4 separate regions of the Mus musculus genome follow, and all the other regions are linked to region 4. Evidence: chromatin contacts called from public Hi-C and HiChIP or PLAC-seq data. All regions are on one chromosome and are shown on one strand. The core of a region is the stretch at or near the end of the contact, and the rest is flanking DNA. Distances in the headings are between cores, read along the strand shown. Region 1 has its middle 5.7 kb from the start of Gm31068. Region 2 has its middle 26 kb from the start of Actb. Region 3 overlaps Rnf216 (ring finger protein 216). Region 4 holds the start of Wipi2 (WD repeat domain, phosphoinositide interacting 2).

What was found. A called contact is a pair of places that touch in the nucleus more often than the background predicts. HiChIP or PLAC-seq counts read pairs in DNA pulled down with a chosen protein or histone mark.
Region 1: a Hi-C map of Th1 cells shows a contact between it and region 4, with 3 times the contacts expected there. The contact joins the enhancer-like site here to the promoter of Wipi2 in region 4. A contact is called at or near these places in 1 of 39 promoter capture datasets (embryonic stem cells), 10 of 484 Hi-C or Micro-C datasets (CD4 T cells, CD8 T cells, Th1 cells and 6 more), 3 of 115 datasets of contacts at active chromatin or transcription factors (the SCID.adh cell line, embryonic stem cells and pancreatic cancer cells) and 3 of 9 other capture datasets (adipose tissue, liver and pancreatic islet).
Region 2: a contact with region 4 is called in a Hi-C map of CD8 T cells, with 2.3 times the contacts expected there. The contact joins the enhancer-like site here to the promoter of Wipi2 in region 4. A contact is called at or near these places in 1 of 15 datasets of contacts at CTCF or cohesin (the NIH/3T3 cell line), 3 of 484 Hi-C or Micro-C datasets (CD8 T cells, embryonic stem cells and regulatory T cells), 6 of 115 datasets of contacts at active chromatin or transcription factors (effector CD8 T cells, embryonic limb bud, embryonic stem cells and 2 more) and 2 of 9 other capture datasets (embryonic stem cells and liver).
Region 3: a contact with region 4 is called in an H3K4me3 HiChIP or PLAC-seq map of bone marrow-derived macrophages, with 2.7 times the contacts expected there. The contact joins the enhancer-like site here to the promoter of Wipi2 in region 4. A contact is called at or near these places in 1 of 39 promoter capture datasets (the C10 cell line), 1 of 484 Hi-C or Micro-C datasets (erythroblasts), 7 of 115 datasets of contacts at active chromatin or transcription factors (the 230-238 cell line, bone marrow-derived macrophages, embryonic basal ganglia and 3 more) and 2 of 9 other capture datasets (adipose tissue and liver).

Annotation. Positions count from the first base shown.
Region 1 is chr5:142,369,988-142,372,748 of GRCm38.p6, forward strand. No RefSeq gene overlaps it. Among named protein-coding and RNA genes, the nearest start is that of Gm31068, 5.7 kb to the left of the region's middle. Within about 2 kb of position 1,429, at least 81 of the 459 cell types and tissues checked have an H3K27ac peak or open chromatin away from gene starts, as enhancers often do. A contact at or near this core is called in CD8 T cells, the SCID.adh cell line and Th1 cells, where this site is marked.
Region 2 is chr5:142,931,091-142,933,790 of GRCm38.p6, forward strand. No RefSeq gene overlaps it. Among named protein-coding and RNA genes, the nearest start is that of Actb, 26 kb to the left of the region's middle. Within about 2 kb of position 1,426, at least 130 of the 459 cell types and tissues checked have an H3K27ac peak or open chromatin away from gene starts, as enhancers often do. A contact at or near this core is called in CD8 T cells, liver, pro-B cells and 1 more, where this site is marked.
Region 3 is chr5:143,032,389-143,035,195 of GRCm38.p6, forward strand. All of the region lies in intron 13 of Rnf216 (ring finger protein 216), which reads right to left. Among named protein-coding and RNA genes, the nearest start is that of Gm43380, 5.2 kb to the right of the region's middle. Within about 2 kb of position 1,288, at least 34 of the 459 cell types and tissues checked have an H3K27ac peak or open chromatin away from gene starts, as enhancers often do. A contact at or near this core is called in adipose tissue and bone marrow-derived macrophages, where this site is marked.
Region 4 is chr5:142,628,109-142,630,914 of GRCm38.p6, forward strand. Wipi2 (WD repeat domain, phosphoinositide interacting 2) reads left to right here and starts at 1,476. Exons shown (of 12, transcript NM_178398.4): 1 at 1,476-1,724. The coding sequence starts at 1,651.

The sequences.
Region 1 (2,761 bases), core at 179-2,678, 260 kb before region 4:
ACAAAGTACAGGAGACATTCATTTGTATTACATGTGGGCTGGCGAGGCTGCAGGTGAGGTTCTCAGTGATTGATAAGGAAGGGCCCAGCCCATTGTGGGTGGTGCTATCCTTGGGCTAGTGGTCCCAGGTTCTATAAGAAAGCAGGCTGGGCAAGCCACAAGGAGCAAGCCAGTAAGCAGCATCCCTCCATGGCCTCTGTATCGACTACTGCCTCCAGGTTCCTGCTCTGTTTGAGTTCCTGGCCTGACTTCCTTTGAGGATGAACAGTGATGTGGAAATGTCAGCCAGATAAACCCTTTGCTCCCCACGTGGCTTTAGTCATGGTTTTTTATTACAGTAGTAACCATCATTAGGACATACATTTGTAAGATTATGTGTACCCACACTCATAAACACACACATAATAATCAGAACGTATGCAGACGTTGAGCTGCCTAGGAGATGAGTAAAGGACACTTACTCCTGTGAGGGTGTGTCCCAGAGGACATATGGGGGTCCAGCCGCTGAGACAAGGACACCACCCTGAGCACAGACAGGATTCTCTGATAGACTACAGGTCAACATGGAGCCAAAATGGAGGAAGGAGCCAGGGCTGGTACTCAGTAGGTTGATGCAGGAGGACAGCAATTTCAAGGCCTGCCTGTGTGACCGGAGCTCAAGACCTGCCCAGGTAACTTAGTAAGACCTTGTCTCAAAAGGAAAGTCAAAGAGGATTGGGTTGAAGCTCATTAGTAGCTCACCCACCTGGAATCCCCCAGTGAGGGGCTGGGGTGTGGCTCAGTGGTAGAGCCCCTGCCTAGAATCCCCCATTGAGGGGCTGGGGTGTGGCTCAGTGGTAGAGCCCCTGCCTAGACTCCCCCAGTGAGGGGCTGGGGTGTGGCTCAGTGGTAGAGCCCCTGCCTAGAATCCCCCAGTGAGGGGCTGGGGCGTGGCTCAGTGGTAGAGCTCCTTCCTAGAATCCCCCAGTGAGGGGCTGGGGTGTGGCTCAGTGGTAGATCCCCTGCCTAGAATCTCCCAGGGAGGGACTGGGGTGTGGCTCAGTGGTAGAGCACCTGCCTAGCATGCCAGAAACACTGGGTTCAGTCCTCAACACTGAGAGGGAGAGGGAGAGAAAAAAAAGAGAGAGGAAAAAAGAAAAAAAAATTAAATATCCCATTTGATCCTTGCTTTCATGGACCATAATAACTTCTAATGACCCCTATTTAACCTCCAAGAAGTACGTTTTACACCCAGGAGGGACCCATCCCACCTGCTGACTAATGTCTCCCTTGCTGTTGCTGTCTAACACCATCGAGTCTCATCACCTCCCATGAGCCCTCAGGTCCGCGCAAGCGAAAGCTTCTGTTGTGGTATTAGGCTGACCTCACACCCTGTCTGAAGGTTAGCAGTGCTGGGAGCCCTGTGTCTTGTGTCCCATTCATAGGCCTTCATTTTTTTCTGGCACACTTCTATCACAGAAACCCAGGGAAGGAGCTGCCTGTCCCCTTTACCCAGGACTCTCAGGGTGACCAGTCCCACCCTCACACACGATCTCCCCTCTGTGGGGTCTCACAAAAGAAATCTAGAATTGTTGTGCTCCAGCTCTAGCCCCGACCTTCCCAAGCTGCTCAGGTCGTGAGATTGGCCTGGCACAGACAGAACGAGGACCCCGGGTTGCAAGCAGGCAGCCACCAAGGCTTTATCGCAGATTTCTGCGGAACAAAGGCCCTGCCGGCCCTGGGAGCTCACGCTGTGGCCCTATTGAAATCTTGAGGTAGCCTTCTATTAATCACCCCCGCCCCCCACCCCCACCCCCGTGCCTCAGAGGCCAAAAAAGGGAGACACACAAAAACCTCTTTTCTAAGCAGGAAGAGCTTTGCGGAGACCCAAGCAGAAAGATTTCAGCCCACAAACCCCTCTCTCTGCCAACCGCATAGATCCTTGGGCCTCCTAGACTCGTACAAACAAACAAGAGAAGCCTGACTGGACGGAAGGACGGAAGGAGGGGGAGCAGACGGACGTGACCAAAAGCCCTGTGAACTCTAGGAAAGCAGCCTGGGTGAGGGAGGGCCCTCACAACCCCTCCCTTGTCTTTTTAGAAATCAAAAAGACCCGATTGAATGTTTTTGGTTTTTTTTAGGTACACAATGAGAGCATAGGCAAAAAAAGAAACAAAAATCTCACTTCCTAAAGAAACGAAGAAGAGAGAACAAATTTTTAGAGAAAGATTTTTAAAAAAAGAAAAGTAAAAACAAATATTCCATTCCTTCCTTCTTCAGACGTGGCCTTAAGTCGCAGCTCGTCTCCACCTCCCCAGTGTTCAGTGTTAACTGGTAAGGAATGCTATATTGTTCAGTCGTTGGTAAATGTTAGGTTTGGCTTCCGAGGGTTTGTAGGGAAATAAAGAGGTGTACACTCACACATGTGTATGGAAACCAGAGGCCAACAGCCAGTGTCTTCTCTGCCTTTTAGACTTGTTTTCTTTTTAATGCATATGTTCATGTCTACATGTGTGTTTGTGCACCTGAGGACAGTGTCTTCTCTGCCTTTTAGATTTGTTTTATTTTTAATTTACGTCTATATGTTAATGTCCTGCTGAGCCATCTCTCCCCACCATCACCACCATTTTCCTTTTATCAGTGGAGCCAAGCACAGCTTACTCCTTTCATTTTTGCCACAGGAGGCCAAGCCTAAAGAGAGGAGAGCTGGGCTCTTGCCCTGAACCGGTCTCAGCTGATGCTGATCCCAGGGCCAGGCCCCTTCTCTCCTTTATAAGCGGGA
Region 2 (2,700 bases), core at 176-2,675, 300 kb after region 4:
GTATTGAGCGTCCTTTGTCTCAGCCTCTCTGGGAGATGGGAAGACTAAGGTGGGAGGGATCCGCTCACTGTGGCTAGTTCATGGCTAGCTGTAAAGGCTTATGTTTCTAAGGAATGGGGCCAGCCAGTCCCAAAGCTCAGACTCTAGTCCTGTCCTGTCCTGTCCTGTCCTGTCCTGTCCTGTCCTGTCCCTTAGCCTGGGGTCACTCCAGGTAAGGCTCAAGGCCAGCACACTTAGCAGGACCCAGTTGGGCAGGTCACATAGACTCCAGTTCTAGGTGTCCGGAACCTCAGCCGCCTGTTTGGACAGTGAGGACGTCTCGGGGCAGGTGCAGAGCTCACGGAACCCCTGAGGTAGAGAGGATAGCGTAGGCTGATGAAAGGGCTGCAGTGACAGAGGGCAAAGAGGACTGGCCTGGTGGCTCATGCCTGGGATTCCAGGACTCAGGTGGCTAAGGCCAGAGGCCAGAAAGTTCCAGGCCAGGGCCAACAAGATGGCTTAGGTAGCGTTTGTGGTGCAAGCCTGAAGACCAAACTAAGTTCAGTGGCCGGAACCCATGGTGGAAGAGAAGCAGTCTCCCAGAGTTTCTCTGATCTGCACGTGTGTGAATAAAAATTGAGACAGGGTCTCACTGTGTATCCCAGGCTAGCCTGGAGCTCTCTGCCTGTCGCTGCCTTTACCCCCCAAATCCCAAATGCTGGGATTAAAGTTGTCTGCCACATGGAGTGGACACGCCCACTCCAATGCTCAGGAGGCAGGGCAGGCAGACCTTTGTGAGATCAAGGGTAGCCTGATCTCACAAATTCCAGGATAGCCAGAGCTTCACACTGAGAATCTGTCTTGAAAACGAATGAACAAAACAAAAAGAAAGAAATTGATCCTACGGGTCCTCTTGTGCATGTGTCTGATGCCCTACCCAAATCCTCCAGGGGAAACTCCCCATGACCCCTCACAGTTTCTTTTTCTTTCTTCCTTCCTAAATTTTCATTTTTATTTTCACACGTATACAGATGCTTGCTTGCATGTATATCTGAGCACCAGGTGTTTGCCTGGTGCCTTTGAGAGTCAGAAAAGGGCACTAGCTCTCCTGGAACCGCAGTTACATGAACTTGTGAGCACCGTGTGGGTTCTGAGAATTAAACTCCCGTCCCCTGGAAGAGTAGCCAAGGCTGTTAACCACCGAGCTATCTATTTCTCCAGCCTCTCGAGTCTTCCCCAAGGTTTAAACAACTTGGCCAGAATGCACTAAAAGTGATGGGGGTGGGGTGCTCAAGAGGAGGTTGAGTGGGGCAGCTGCGGCTCTGTCTGGTAGGAGCAGAAAGGAAAGGGGAGGTAGTGTGAGGGATCAGGCAGAGTAGGTACAAAAACTGGAGAGGTCCAGTCAGGGCGAGACCAGCAGGCCAGAGACCTCTCTCTGGCGCCACTTAGTGGCAAAACCTTATTTCTTGTTCTAGTCCTCCATATCCCCAAGGTACACTGGTGAGGGCTGACATCTCAGCTACTGGCATCAAGGACCAGGCTTGGTGGCTCACCATTGTAATCCCAGCACTTGGAAAGACAGGAGATGAGGATCACTGATTTACAGGCCAGCCTGGGCTACATAGTAAGTCCAGGATAGACTGAATCCTTCTTAATAAAACATAGAGCTGGGCAGTGGTGGTGCACGCCTTTAATCCCAGCACTCAGGAGGCAGAAGCTGGGGTCTCTGAGTTCAAGGCCAGCCTGGTCTACAGAGTGAGTCCCAGGACAGCCAGGATCGATCACACAGATCATTTCTATCTTGGGGAAAAACAAACCAAAGCAAAAAGCGTGGGCTGGCAAGGTGGCTCATCGGGTGGAAATGCCAAGCCTGCCAAGTCTGGTGACCTAGTTTAATCCGTGGCATGCACTTAATGAAAGGGGACAACTGAGACCTGCAAGTCCTCCTCTGGCCTCTGCAAAAGTGTCTGGGCACGCAGGGGAACCACTTAAAAACAAGAAAAAAAAAACCCAGCATTTGTAACTGACTTGGAATACGCATAGGATGAAAACGATATGTAGAGTGTTATATGCTTATGCTTAGGGGTAAGAACAAATGTCAATATGTTCAGCACAGACAGTTTTGTAGAAAGTATTCCTATCAAGGTGTGGTGGCCTATTCCTGTATCTTAGCACTCTGGAAGCAGAGGCAGGAAGAGTGGGAGTTGTAGGCCAGCCTGGGCTACATGGCCAGACCCTGCCTATGAATAAACAAACAAACAAACAAACAAACAAACAAACAAATAAATAAGGGCTAGAGAGATGGCTCAGTGGCTAAGAACATGCACTGCTGCCTTGCAAGTTCAGTTCCCAGCACCCCACAGGACCCATATAACTCCACCCACAGGACCCATATAACTCCACCCACAGGACCCATATAACTCCCAACTCAGGGGAACTGACATTCTGGCTTCTGTGGGCATCTGCACTTTCCTGCATGAACTGAAACCAGCACAGATAACTAAAAATAAATCTCCCTGGACCTGGCAGTGGTGGAGCACAGCTTTAATCCCAGCACGTGGGAGGCAGAGGTAGGCAGATGTCCAAGTTCAAGGCCAGCCTGGGCTACAGAGTGAGTTCCAGGACAACCAGGGCTACACAGAGAAACCCTGTCTCAGAAAAACCAACAACAAAAAAGAAATTTGGGCTGGTGAGATGGCTCAGTGGGTAAGAGCACCCGAC
Region 3 (2,807 bases), core at 38-2,537, 400 kb after region 4:
TACAGGAGTCTGTTTTGGTTCAGGATGCCTAGGCAGGATGCCTGTTCATCAAATTCAAAGGCAGGTTAGATTACATAGCAAGTTCATGGGCAGTGTGCACTACAAACCAAGTTTCTGTCCTAAAACATCATCAAAAGACAAACAAACAAATGAGACTACTGTGGCTGCCTGTGCTCTAGGCATTCAGATTCTATTGCCCCGGCTTAAGCCTAGCTCAGAGTCAGAACCCCAGGCAAACTACTCTCTTGTTTTTGATTGATTGTTCCAGCTTAGTCTTTCAACTTGCTTGCCAGGAGAAATGAAGTTGCAGACCCAACTCTGGGGCACAGGGTAAACCCGTATGAGAAACTCTGTCTCTCTGTGGTCATTTAAGGCACTCAAAGGCCACCACATGGCTGTGATTGTCAATTCCCTGAGGCCTCCAGGTGAAACATGAGAAACATGACTTCACTAATGCTTAGTCAACTTTAGGGACCACTGGGACAAAGGCTTTTAGGCCACCTGAGTCCTCCAGCTGTCAAAGATACCAGTCCTCCCTGCCCCCACCCCCAAAGTCACATGTGCTAAGAGCCAGAAGATCTGGAAGGATACTGATTTAAAGAGTGTGAAAGACACAAGAAACTATGAGAATCAATGTGGCTCAGCTAAATCAAAGCTCGAGCAGATTCAGCAAGCTTCCTTTTCTGGTGGAAGTCACTGGAGGCTCCAGGGACTTCCTCTCTCCCAGGCACACCAGCAGAAGGAGCATGATCCTCACCCACAAGTTCAGTAGCTGGTGTGTTTGGCAAACCAGGGAGGGCACAGTGACATGCCATGACATAGCACGGATGCATGCACATGTACCCAGTGAAAGAGGGTGGTGACAACTCATGAGATCTTTTATTTTACTTTTGTTGTTCGTTTTTGACACAGGGTCTCTCTAAGAGCCCTGGCTGTGCTGGAACTATGTACACCAGACCAGGCTGGCTTCAAACTCTGAGAGATCCACTTGCTTTTGCCAGGAGTGCTGGGATTAAAAGACTGTGCTACCATATCCTACTAGTGTCTTAAACTGAAACTCTTCGAGGAACATATACCCACACAACTGATAGAGTACTTCCCCAATCTGGAACTACACGGTCTGGTGAGGTGCCTTTCCAGGCTGTCAGCCACAACACCCAAGTATCCAACATTCTGTACACCTGAATCAAGCAGTTCAACAATGAGACATATTCCATAAGTTGAAATTTCAAGGAGCACAGATGGGCTTCATATTATAAATAACAATTATTTCAAGGTCTGGTTTATTACAAGCTGGGTTGGTGCTACTTGAGGGTGGCAAGAGGATTAGCAGTTTGAGGTAAGCCTGGGTGATACAAGGAGACCCCATCTTTAAAAAAAAAAAAAACCAAGTAAGAAAAATAAAAATAAAGCTGGTGTGATAGTTCAGTGAGTAAGCGTGATTGATTGCCTGGATTTGCTCCCTGGGACCCAAGGTGGAATCAGAGAACTGATCTGACGACTGTCCTGACTTCCACATGTGCTCCATGGCACAGGTCCCTGCATCACACTTGTGCAAAGATATACATCACCAATAATGATAATATAAACTGAGATTCTCGTGTCACTCTTTTAAATTTTACTTATTAGGTATGTCTGTAAACACAGCTTACATTAGCATGCCCACATGTAATTGAGTGGAGAGTCCTGAGAGACATGCATGGAAGACAAGCCTATACAGTTACTAAGCTGCTTCTGCCCTGTGACAGACACTCTCAGGGTTAAAACACTGTGAGTGGTATAGGATGGGGGCTGGTCTGAGGCAGGGCAGTTCCTACCACATGTTACAGCTGTAGCAGTGGGTGTGACTCAGTGTCTGCCTGCTGTCAGGCATGGCACAGGAATAGCCATACCCACTCAGCCCAGAGGCTGGAGAGGTCTGAGGGGTGACATGTTGTGGCTGAAGGTGCACAGGAGTCAGCAGTTGACAGGAAAGGGCACGCTCAGGCATGGCAGAGGAGCAGAGTGGTGGCTGGGGCAGGAAGGGGTCAGACACTGAAAGGAGACCTGGATTAGCAGGCTGCTGGTGCTAAACGCTACAGGCAGGAGCCAGAAGTCAGGCGGAGTGGAGAGAGTATGAGGATTTGATGGCTGAAGAGGCAGAAGTGGAGATGGTGGATCTGCTGCCCCCTTTGCTCTCCCTGGGTCCTGCCTGCCCATTGTGCATATAAACTCAACCCAGGTTTACACATAAACACAAGCATTAAAAAAAAATCTTTAAAAAAGGGTGGGCAGTACCCAGATTTTTAGAGCTAGAAATTTCAGAAGCCAGGTACTTAAAATGCAAACACCTTCACAAAGGGTACTTTGCAAGAACATCCACTAAGTATTTTTTGGGGGGTGGGGGCCATTTTTTTAAAAAAGATTTATTTATTTATTATATGTAAGTACACTGTAGCTGTCTTCAGACACCCCAGAAGAGGGCGTCAGATCATGTTACAGATGGTTGTGAGCCACCACGTGGTTGATGGGATTTGAACTTCGGACCTTCGGAAGAGCAGTTGAGTGCTCTTACCCACTGAGCCATCTCACCAGCCCCCTTGTTTTCATTTTTAATTACATGTATGTGTACCTCTATGTGCACAAGTGCAGGTGCTCTTAGAAGCCAGAGGCATCAAGTTCTGCTAGAGATAGACTGGAGTTACAGGTGGTTGTAGGATACCTGATGTGGGTGTTAAGAACCTAGAAGAGCACCACGTGTACTTAGCCCGTCTCTCCTGCCTCAAGTGCTCTTAGTTCATCCTCACAGCAACTCTGTGAGGAAAGTC
Region 4 (2,806 bases), core at 226-2,725:
CCAGAGGCACTGGATACTGTCAAGGAAATGGTGTTTTCTGGACTAGCAGGGCAGCTACACACATGAACTCACAGTGGAATATACCAGACCTGTGCAAGCTAAGCCAGGCAAGATGTATGTATAAGAGAGATGGGCATGAAGCCTCACACCTAGCTAAGCTGTTGTTAACTGGTAGCTGCTGGGAACGGGGAATCAATTTCCTTCAAGGGTATGTATGATCTCCGATAGGTCTTCCAGTGGAAGACCATATCCAAAACTATATAGGCAACACAAAATGGAATTGGTGGGTTTAAAAAAGAAAGACTGAAAAAAAAAAAGACATAAAGTTGGGTGGGTAGGGAAGAAGAGTGGATCTGGGTGGTGGTGAGGTTGAATATGATCAAAATGCTTTGCATGAAATTCTTAAAGAATTCATTAAAAAAAAAAAAAAGAAAAGCTGGGAATCGTAGCACATTTAATTCCAGCACCAGAGGGCAGAGGACGGAGGGCAGATGGCCGAGGGCAGTATATTTCTATGCATTGAAGATTAAGATGGTGAGTTCCAGAAGAGCCAAGGTCTCCAAAGGCTAAAGCAAACCATTTTAAAGGCTACTTTAAACAAGCGTGGTGGTGCAGCTCCATAATCTTTTAAGAGGTAAAGGCAGGAAGACCGGGAATTCAAGGTCAACCTCAGCTACAGAGTCCAAAGCTAGCCTAAGATAGATGAGCCCCGATCCAAAGACAACAAACAAAACAAAAACACGAAACAGGAAGGGTGGGAAAGTGTGCGCCATCTTTTCCTCAACAACTTTGCCATCTTTGCCCCTCTGGCTGTACTAACAAAGTTCGACTTTGCTCCCCGCTTAACTGTCCTCAAGGACAGCACACTGCTCTTGGGAACTACCAGCCTCTTGCCTAGAGGTTCAGTTCTAACAGCACAGAACAAGTCTCTCTCTTCTCCAGGACCTTCGCCACCAGAACATTTCTATCTCCTTGAAGGGAAGAAGAGAAAGGAAAGAAGGGAAGCAGCGGGAAGGAGAGAAAGGTGCTTCCCATAGACTGTTGCACGGACCAATACATTTAAAGTAGAATCCTGTCCCAAGGACCGTGACCGCACGCGCCTTTCCAGTCTCAGACCCAACATTTGGCAAATCGTTTGCAGTTCTGCGCCTCGCTTTTCAAATCTGCAAAACGGACGTGCGACATTCTCTTCGAGCAACGCGGTGCGCCAAAGTTCCTAGAACAATGATCAACGACTCAGGACCAACGAGGTAACTCGCCGTTCTCAGACAGCAAGCCCCCGCCCACTCTCCGCCACGCGCAGGCGCACCCACCAGCGCACCTTTATGCATGCGCAGTCGACCGGAAACACCCGCGGATGCCTGCGGCGAAGAGGCGGGGCCTACGCAGCGGGCCTGCGCGGAACGCCGCCGTGCGACGCGAGGGTGGGCGGGACCGCGCAAGCGCGCAGCCCGTCCCGGCTCTGGAGCATAAACAAGAGTGGGGACGGGATGAGGCGGCAGTTGGTCCCCGCGCAGCGAGAGGCGGCGAGCGGGGCGACCTGCCGGACCGGACGTCGATCCTGAGTGTAGCGTGCTCCCGCGGGCCGCCCGAGTCGAGCTGCGCGCGCTCCCGCCAAGGGGGGTCCGAGGCCGTCGCGCGCTCGCAGCCATGAACCTGGCGAGCCAGAGCGGAGAGGCCGGCGCCGGCCAGCTGCTGTTCGCCAACTTCAACCAGGATAACACGTAAGGCCGGGCGCGGACGCGGGGCCGGGGCAGAGACCAGGGCTGGTCAGGTTGAGGGGTATGGGCGGGGGGCGTGCTGAGCCCGCGCGGCCGCTCGAGCGCTGCTGCCTCCTGGGCCGGGGGAGGTGATGGAACTCGGGGTGCCCCCATCCACCTGTCCTGAGACCTGGCCTTTCGCAAAGTTAGGAAGGAACTGTGCACGCCGGTTTGCGCCTGTCACCCGGACTCGGTTTTGCGGCCATCCTGGGCATCGCCCGCCTCCCCCTTTCTATACATCTGTATCCTCACTGCTTCTGTCGCTTTTCATGGCTTTTCTTTTTCTGTTTGCTTATTTCTTCTCTGCCGACCTTTCTGGCAAGTAACTTTGGTCTCCTCCAAAAAAGGACCAAACGGCAGTAGTAATCCAGGCCTTCGATCTGAGACTTTATCCTCAAGGGGTCTGGGAGCTTCAAAAGGGGGTGAGGTGGGCTATTCCTGGGGTAAAAAAGAACCTTCGTACCGGTCCACTGTTTTACCGGACTGAACTCCTGTAGTTCCCCATCTGGTTCTTCAAGGCTGCCTCGTTGGCATACCTGGAAGGTAGGTAATAGATGAGGTTTCTGATGAAGGATGGATGAGTTATGGGACTGGAAGGGAGAAGAGCCATCTTGGGAAGTGAGTAAGAGGAAGTGATGTAAGAGGAGGAGGAATGGGTCACTTGGCATCACACTAAGTAGTTGGTCGCTACTGGCACAATAGCATTAGCAAGGCAGGGACTGAGGCTTTTGTTTTTCCTCACTTAAAAGTTAGATTGGAGAATGGCAAGTACCTGTGTGGAGGGAGGTGCAACAGGTGCTCAGTTGGACCTTTAGACGAGCTCAAGAAGGAGGTGCTGTCCTGAAATTGGGACCAGCCACAAATGAGACTGTGAAGTTCAGAAAGGGCTAGAGTCTGTCAGGATCTTAAAGTTGGCTAATAGTGGGATGGGGCAGGCTTGGGTTCTCATCCCCTGAGGTTGCTCTCCTGGTGTTCTTTCCGTTGTAACACACTGGGTCTTTTCTACATTAGAACAGAATGCTAAAGACACTGAGTCCAGAAGTAAT